Regions from separate parts of the Mus musculus genome. Here all the other regions are linked to region 3. The links are chromatin contacts, called in public promoter capture Hi-C maps. All regions are on one chromosome and are shown on one strand. The core of a region is the stretch at or near the end of the contact, and the rest is flanking DNA. Distances in the headings are between cores, read along the strand shown.

Evidence for each region. Capture Hi-C pulls out chosen DNA fragments and counts their contacts.
Region 1: a promoter capture Hi-C map of adipose tissue shows a contact between it and region 3. The contact joins the promoter of Krtcap3 here to the promoter of Dpysl5 in region 3. A contact is called at or near these places in 2 of 39 promoter capture datasets (frontonasal cranial neural crest and stem cell-derived epiblast-like cells) and 1 of 9 other capture datasets (adipose tissue).
Region 2: a contact with region 3 is called in a promoter capture Hi-C map of pancreatic islet. The contact joins the promoter of Dnajb6 here to the promoter of Dpysl5 in region 3. A contact is called at or near these places in 2 of 39 promoter capture datasets (cranial neural crest and maxillary cranial neural crest) and 1 of 9 other capture datasets (pancreatic islet).

Annotation. Positions count from the first base shown.
Region 1 is chr5:31,250,442-31,253,141 of GRCm38.p6, forward strand. Krtcap3 (keratinocyte associated protein 3) reads left to right here and starts at 1,265. Exons shown (of 7, transcript NM_001363337.1): 1 at 1,265-1,373; 2 at 1,478-1,662; 3 at 1,751-1,810; 4 at 1,924-2,130; 5 at 2,214-2,348; 6 at 2,454-2,561; 7 at 2,653-2,700. The coding sequence starts at 1,346. The coding sequence ends at 2,561. Nrbp1 (nuclear receptor binding protein 1) reads left to right here. Exons shown (of 18, transcript NM_147201.2): 15 at 103-156; 16 at 240-303; 17 at 451-506; 18 at 584-1,122. The coding sequence ends at 688.
Region 2 is chr5:29,734,535-29,737,256 of GRCm38.p6, forward strand. Dnajb6 (DnaJ heat shock protein family (Hsp40) member B6) reads left to right here and starts at 1,364. Exons shown (of 8, transcript NM_011847.4): 1 at 1,364-1,582. Gm5129 (predicted gene 5129) reads right to left here and starts at 1,402. Exons shown (of 1, transcript NR_028426.1): 1 at 800-1,402.
Region 3 is chr5:30,710,299-30,712,998 of GRCm38.p6, forward strand. It overlaps Dpysl5 (dihydropyrimidinase-like 5), which reads left to right and starts at 1,266. Exons shown (of 13, transcript NM_001356948.1): 1 at 1,266-1,704.

The DNA of each region.
Region 1 (2,700 bases), core at 15-2,514, 540 kb after region 3:
TGCATTTCTGCCTGCTGGCCACCGTTTTCTTCCGTGGGCCGGAAAGTCTCAGGGGTGTCACTGAGCAGTCTCTAGACTGTCCTCCTTGTCTGTCCTGTTCAGGTGGTGCTGATGCAGTGCAACATCGAATCTGTGGAGGAGGGAGTCAAACACCATGTAAGCTCAGGGCGGGGCTTCCCAGGGCTGACCACGCGGCCTGCTGGGGAGAAGGAGCCTCATTCTGATTGTCCTTTTTCTAGCTAACACTTCTGCTGAAGCTGGAGGACAAATTGAACCGGCACCTGAGCTGTGACCTGATGCCAAGTGAGCCTCTCCTTTCTTTTGGAGGAGGGAGGATCTATGAGCCATATCCCTTGAGGGGACATGTCAGGGACAGGGACAGGGACAGTACTTGACAGGGCTCTGATCCTCCCAGACTGTATTCAAGCACCCCTCCTGTCTCTCTGTCAGATGAGAGCATCCCGGACTTGGCAGCTGAGCTGGTGCAGCTGGGCTTCATTAGTGAGGTGAGGGTCCTGCCTGTGTTCTGGGTGCCTCCCTGCCCCCCCTCTCTCAGCCCTGCCTTACTGAGCTGCTTCCCCAGGCTGATCAGAGCCGCCTGACTTCTCTGCTGGAGGAGACGCTCAACAAGTTCAACTTCACCAGGAACAGTACACTCAACACAGCCACTGTCACCGTCTCCTCGTAGAGCTCACTTGAGCCAGGCCCCTAGCCAGGCTGTGGCTGTCCCTGGGCATGCTGCAGTCCTCCTGTCCCTTCTCCCCAGTCAGTATTACCCTTCGCGCCCATATTATTTAGGAGGGCTTTAGGGGCTCCCTGGTTGAGTATCACCCTGCCCCTTCCCCTCTCTTCCTCCCCTCTGCACTTTGTTTACTTGTTTTGCACAGACGTGGGCCTGGGCCTTCTCAGCAGCCACCTTCTAGCTGGGGGCTAGTAGCTGACCTGCTGCCTCCTGCCCTACTTGTGTGGACAGGAGGCCCACGGGCACTGGGGAAGCTGAGTTCTACAATCCCGCTGGGGCGCATGGGCAGGAGAGAAAGGTGGTGCTGCAGGGGTGGCCCCCCGGGGGGGGCATTCGAATCACCTCAGTTGCTGCTGTAATAAAGTCTACTTTTTGCTAAAGCATCTTGTGTTGTGCTTGCGGCTCAGTGGGTGGCACCGCCGCTTCGGTTGGGGCGGGGCGGGCCCAGGTAGGGTGGCCCCTTGGAGGCCGGGCCTTAGGTCAGGGGCGGGGCGGGGCCAGGTGGAGCCGCCTGCGGCGGCGCGGAAGCGGCGCTTGAGGTCGGCGTCGGGACAAAGCCAGGTCCAGGTAGAGCCTATGGGCGGAGGGAGTAGAGCGGCCACGATGAGGTGCTGCGGCGTCTGCGCCTTCGGTAAGTTGTACGGCTTTCTACCGCACCTGTGGTCCCACAGGGCGACGCTGGGCCTGGGGCCCCGCCCTGCACGGCTACTGTCCGCCCCTCCCCCTACCTTGCAGATGCCGCCCGAGGGCCCAGGCGGCTGATGCGCGTGGGACTCGCGCTGATCCTGGTGGGCCACGTGAACCTCCTGGTGGGAGCTGTGTTGCATGGTACTGTTCTGCGGCACGTGGCCAACCCCCGAGGCGCGGTCACTCCTGAGTACACCACAGCCAATGTCATTTCTGTGGGTTCGGGACTACTGGTGAGCGTCGCGGGAGGGTGGACAGGCAAGGCGGGTTGGGCTGGGCGCTGAGAGCCAGTAAGCCCTATTAGGCTTGTTGCTTCCGCAGAGCGTTTCAGTGGGACTTGTGGCCCTCTTGGCATCCAGGAACCTTCTTCGCCCACGACTGGTGAGAAGGGTGGAGGAGGTGTCTCAGCACACTACCAATGGACAGGAGCCTCAAATAGAGAAGTATCACGGAGAAACAAACAGGCTGTTTACCCAGGTCTTCTACCCCACTAGCACTGGGCCCTGCTGACGCTGGCCTTGGTGAACCTGCTCTTGTCTGCTGCCTGCTCCATGGGCCTCCTCCTGGCTGTATCGCTCACTGTTGCCAATGGTGGCCGCCGTCTTATTGCTGATTGCCACCCAGGACTGATGGATCCTTCCATACCGCTGGACCAGGGGCCTGGACACACTGACTGCTCCTTTGATCCCACAAGAATTTATGTGAGCTTATTCTTGCTATTGGAGAAACTCTGGTCCTCACCTTTGCTCCAAGGCCTAGTCCTCTTTGTTACTTTGGGTTTTAGGATACAGCTTTGGCTCTCTGGATCCCTTCTCTGTTCATGTCTGCAGCTGAGGCTGCTCTTTCTGGTTACTGTTGTGTGGCTGCACTCACGCTACGGGGAATTGGGCCCTGCAGGAAGGAAGGGTTGCAGGAACAGGTAAGGAAGAGGAACAGGAAGGGCTCGTTCCATACCCTGGTTGTGTTGAAAAGGAGCTGGTGTGTCAATTTAAGTCCCAATTACTGAATTCCCTCCTTTGGGCAGCTGCAGGAACTGACAGAGCTTGAACTTCCCGAGTGTAAAAGGCAGGAGAACGTGCAGCTGCTCCATGGCCGTCAGGACTTCCAGGCCTTACAGAAGACCTGGGTTTAGGTCAGGTGAAGGCCCTGGGGTGGGATGCATTCTTGGGGACGGGGGCTACGCTGCTTGCTCTCTGACTCAGGTTGGCTCTTTTCTTTGTCAGGCAGGTGTTCTTCTGAGGCGCAGTCCACAGGTGTTTTCTACTACGCAC
Region 2 (2,722 bases), core at 114-2,613, 980 kb before region 3:
CTGGAACTCACTCTGTAGACCAGGCTGGCCTGGAACTCAGAAATCTGCCTGTCTCTGCCTCCCAAGTGCTGGGATTAAAGGCATTTGCCACCACTGCCCTGCGTGTTAGAATTCTTAAATGTCATGTGGCAAGAGGCTTCAGCCAGACTCTGAGGCGAGGGGACTCCTTTCCCTATTCTCTACCTTATAACTGGCTTTGTCTTTCGGCGCTGCTTCAATAGAAAGCTTGGGTTGCTGGGCTGTCAGCCCTGGAGTATGCAAGCACACACACCTTCCACTCGTCACTAGGCCAGACTCCTTGATTCCTGCCATTGAGGGTGGTAGTGGGTAAGATTGAGAGCAGAAAGGTGGAAGGAGAGGTGGAGGAAGGTAAAGGAAAGGGCGGGAACTTTTGTGCTTAGTTTTCATTTCAGTCTTGGACAGCCATCTTGTAGGGCTGAAAGTCAATTAGAAAAGAGATCTGGCCAAATTCTATGTTTCACAAAAGGGGAAGTGTAGTGTTTGGGAACCTTGGGGGCAGAACAGAAGCAAGGAGACAAGGAGCCATTCTGGAGGGTTCTATCTGGAGTTGAGTATATCCTACATGTGAGGGAGCATCCAAGGATCTGTGACTTCAGATCATGGGTCTCCACATCTTCTGTGCTTGTCCTTCTCAGGCGTTGAGAAGGTGGGCGTCCAACCATAACATTCTGAGATCAATATGTTCTCTTTCATTCTTACTTTCCAGTGCAGTGTTAGCTAACCTTTTGAAACTTACTGGGCAAGATGAAAAACTACTCATCCTATGGGTGTAAGTGGGGGTGGGGTGAGGATTTAAATGTCTATTTATTTATACAGGAGCTTATTGATTTATTGAGACAGGAGCTTATTGTGGGATCTGATGTCCTTCTCGGGTGTGTCCGAAGACAGTACATTCACATACAAAAAGTAAATACATCTTTAAAATAACCGTGTTTGAAATCTAGACCCTGGATTCAGCACTGCGAGTTGGTAATGATGAGGCCTCTCACGGTTCACTCTAAGTCGGGCCTGCTTGTTGGGTCGGCCGAACCTCGGGACCACAATTCTCCAAGTCCATAGGAGTGTGAGTCATACTACGCTATCAGGTCCTTATCTCCGAATCCACTGTGTCAGAGGCTGTGAGCGTCCTTCCTCCCAGCCTGCTTCCGGGCAAACGCAGGCTCCTTGGTTCGGCTACAGTCGCCTCAGGCTTTAGAGCCCTCCAGGCACAGAGCTTGCGCAAGGGGACGCTTCCCGCCCTATTCAGCCACCTTCGCCTATGTAAACCCTCCAGAATCCCACCGTCCTCAGCTCCGAGAATCTTCCGGAACGCTAGACCAGCGCTATCAAGTCCGACGCGCACGGAGGCTGCTGCGCACGTTAGCTTCAGGGCCGGGCGGAAGTCGACGTCGCCGGGCCGCGCCGCCACCGCGTGACGCACTTCCTGTTTGTTGTTGGAGAAAAGAAGAGAAAGGAAAGCGCGAGGAGACGCCGCCGCCGCCACCGCCACCAGCGCAGCTGTGCCACAGCCGCGAGGAGACCGGCCGCCTGACTTCCCTCCTCGCTGGCCGCCGTGTCCTCGGTGAGGGTCCGCGAGCCGCGGCGAAAAGCAGGGTTGACTACGGCGGGAGGGGAAGGCCTGCGAATGGGCTAACCCGCTTGGCTCCCGGAATACGGGTGCAGGAACCGGGTCGACAGTGGGGCCGGTACTGCTCACAAGGCCGAACGGGTTCCAGTCTAGGCTGTAGTCTTGTGTCTAGGTCTGGGGCTTAAGGTGTTCCTGGTCTGGGCCGGTTGTAGATTGGGTCTGTGGAGAGCGTTTGCCGTTCTTGGTCAGGCCTAGCTCGGGGCTTAGCTGCGGTCCGCTTCCCTAGTTCTCTGGTCGAAGGTGGCGGTTGGGTCCGGCACGCGCTAGGTCGGCCGCAGAGCTCCAGGAGTAGGCAAGGCTGGTGTCACCCAGTCCTGGCGTCCTCACTGCATTCTGCAAGCAAGGGGTCAGGTGGCCTGCGAAGAGCAGGACTCCCATGGAAGGCGCAATCACCGGCCCAGGCCTCCAGGCAGCGAAGGGGGCCGGGTGGGAAGGCCAAGGCGGTTTCCAGGGACTGTTGGGAAGTTTGCTAGGCGACCCGCCTGGCTCAGCTTACTTTTAAAACTAGTTTGATGTTGGCCTCGAAGGTTGCTTTGCTGTGGTTTACGTAACAAAGTTTATGTAACTGGAGTTTACACTAAGTCTTAATTTACTTCGGTTGTGTTGACAAGGAACTCTGCACTGCAAACTAAAAGGTCTTAAAAACTTTGGAGATGGAGTTTTTTTTTTTTTTTTTAAACAGGAGGGGTTTGTCAAGTTTTAAAAGCTTTGTTACCGAAGAAGTTGTATGTGAACCGTTGAAAGGGAATGGTGGGGATGGTCCCACCTTCTAAGGTGGGGAGTGCCTGCCCAGTGCAGCCACTTTGGTTTTTTTGTAACGTCTTTATTTGAACCTTAGATTTGTGGTTAGGGTTTACGCATTCTAGGCCGTAGAATCTCAGGACGCTCAGCTTGCTAGGGAAGTGATACCAACTTTAAGGCAACTGTTTTAGTAGAAATATTGGACATAAAAGCCAGAGGAGGGAACAACCTAAAGAACAAGCGCCCTGATATTTGAACTTAGTCTGTTCTTGTTTGTAAAGTAAACCCCACAGTAGACTTACTGATTCCTGGAAGGACTCCTTTGTTGTACTT
Region 3 (2,700 bases), core at 16-2,515:
GTTCCAGAGCTACACAGAGAAACCCTGTCTCGAAAAGCCAAAAAAAAAAAAAAAAAAAAAAAAAAAAAAAAAAAAAAAAAAGAATTGGAGACCAAATGTAGTAACCCCGCACCCCCTAGGGGCACGCCTGTGTGGCCCTAAACGCATCCAGGAGTGGATCACAGAGCACATGACCCAGTGGGACCCACATTTGGAGGACTGGAGCTTAACGTGCAGGCTGTACATTTTGTTAAAATTCAGAGGATCCTGCTCCCTCCACCCGAAGTTATAAAGTACGATTTTCTTTGAAAATAGCCTTAGAGAAAAGCACTTCAGGAAAGCAGCCAAGGGACTCACACCCCCGTCTCCACCCCCGGAACTGAGGGAAGCCCTGGAAAGAACCAACTTCTTCAACAGCAGTTGTAGATCCCCAGGAATCCAGGGGCGGGGGCAGTATTAATGCTGCATTTCCACACGGGTTTGCAACACCATTGGGGTGACATCAAGTGAAGAGATTCAAGTTCTGAAGCTATATTTAAGCTGTCACAATAATGACAGACTAACACGGAGCTCAGGGAAAGGCCTGAGCCATAAATTAGTTAAGGAAAAAGAACTGTCTCGCTCCATTTACAGGATCGTTTGTGGTTAAGTCAACTGTGTACTAAAATGGTGAAACTGGACAAGGTGTGGCGGTGAACATCTGTAATCCCACTATTCGGAAGGCAGAGGCAGGAGGTTCAATTCAAATTCTAGGCTAGCAGGGGGCTACCTAATAAAACCGTCAAAACAACAGCAACCCGGAAATAAAGATGGTGGTGCTGATGTGAAATGAGTTTAAAACACACACACACACACACACACACACACACACACACACACTTTCTTTTAAAGGAGATGTCAAAAATAGGATAGGACCTGGGCGCTGGACATCGACGTCCAAGCGCTGCTCTGGAAAAGACGGTGGCTTCAATACCTCAAGAGAAAGAAGGTGCGAAGTGAGGCGCCCAGAGTGGCCGTTCCCTTGGTCTATGAGAACAGTGTTCCTGTACTGACCACCTCGCCCTCTACAGTCTGCAATCCCATCAGTCTCAGACTCGGTAGGACGCTAATCCGATGGCGCAACTGGGAACCCGCAGCCTCGGAGAGACCCCGCCACCGCATTGTTTCAGCCCCTCGGGTGGGGTCTTGCAGGAGGAGGGGAGGCGATGTGTCCTCCGGAGACGCCCTATACCCTCCCAGGGGACTCGAGCCATACCGCCCCAGCGCCTGGGCTTTGTGAAGTGTCGCTAGTTACCATGGGACCAGAAAGGAACGCTGAGAATGGCGCTTAGATGGCTGGGGGTTGTCGAGGTCCTGGGGCCATGCCCTCTGTCCCTTCTCGGACCCGGGGCCTGCAAAAGGGACTGTCGGGATTTGTAGTCCCAAAGGCGGCGGCAACGCGGAGGACGCGGGGCGCTACTGGTCCCGCCTCCGCCTAACCTGCTAGCTCGAGGTGGCGAGCACTTGGGGCGGAGCCCTCGGATCCGTGATTGGCCCAGGCGGCTCCCCGCCCCCACCCTCGTCCCCACCCCCGCTCGCCACTCGGGACTCCGCTCCAGGCGCGCAAGGCAGCCACCGAGAGAGCGCGCTAGCAGCCGCTCCCGCCCCGTGCAACCGCAGCTACCGCGCCGCGGCGAGACCCAGAGACCGACCGACGGACCCGCACAATCGCATCATCCTGGAGCAGTGGGTGATGGCAAGGGGAGGGTGGTGGGCTTGATCTTTCCGGGCTGCAACATCCACCCCTCTTTCAGTTTCTCCCTGAGGCTCACAAAAGGGAGGGAATTGGGTTGCGCCTAGGCTCCTCCAGCCGATGAAAGAGATGTTGAGGATTCAGGCAGATCCGGACTAAGGTGGGGCGCAAGTCTGGGTCTTTGTAGTCCCACAGAACTCGGCTTGGTGACTTGCGACGCCTAAGGCATTAATGTGTGCTGGAAAGATTTACAAATAGCTAGAATAAGGAGGCAGCTAAGTTGAAGGGATTCACGCCTAGCACCCAGTAGTCGCGCAGCCGTAGCTGGTCGACGTGCAGTAAATGGCTAAAAGGTGGGGTGTAGGGGAGTGTTTCTGTGGTGGCCGGACCTGTCCTCTTGTACGTCCCTGGATCGCCGCGGTCCCTAGTTCCCACCAACTGCGCCTCTGGTCTGATATCTGCCTAACGTGGTCCTAACCCCATCGTTTGTATCCTCTGTTCCCTGAGCAGAGCAGAGGCCCTAGAGGCACCTGCCGAAACCACAAAGGCCTCTTGCATCTGCCCAGCCCCTGGCGGCGCGGCGCTAGGTCCCTCCGCTGGAGCCATGTCGCCTAGTCTGCCACGCAGCATCTATCTTGGTGGGTGAGGGATATCGATGCCCCGGGCCTGGGGAGATGGCTGGAACAAACGGGCGTGGAGGCCTGGATTTGAGCAGAAAGGGGGAGATGGGTGGGGACAGGTGATCGAATCTGGAGGAGGAGGCTGTGGTTTGGGAAGGGCTGACAATTGGGTGGGAGGCGGGTCTGAAGCTTCGCGCAGGTGGCGCGAGGCGAGGCTGCTCTGAAGAATGAAGAGGGGCGGGGAGATGAAGGGAGGGTGGAGACCTCCCGGGTTTGGGGAGAGTAGACAGGCATGGGAAGGCGACTGAGGCTGTACAGGGGATGGGTCTTCCTCATGAAGGGGGTGGGGGGCTCTCCATCGGGGTAGGG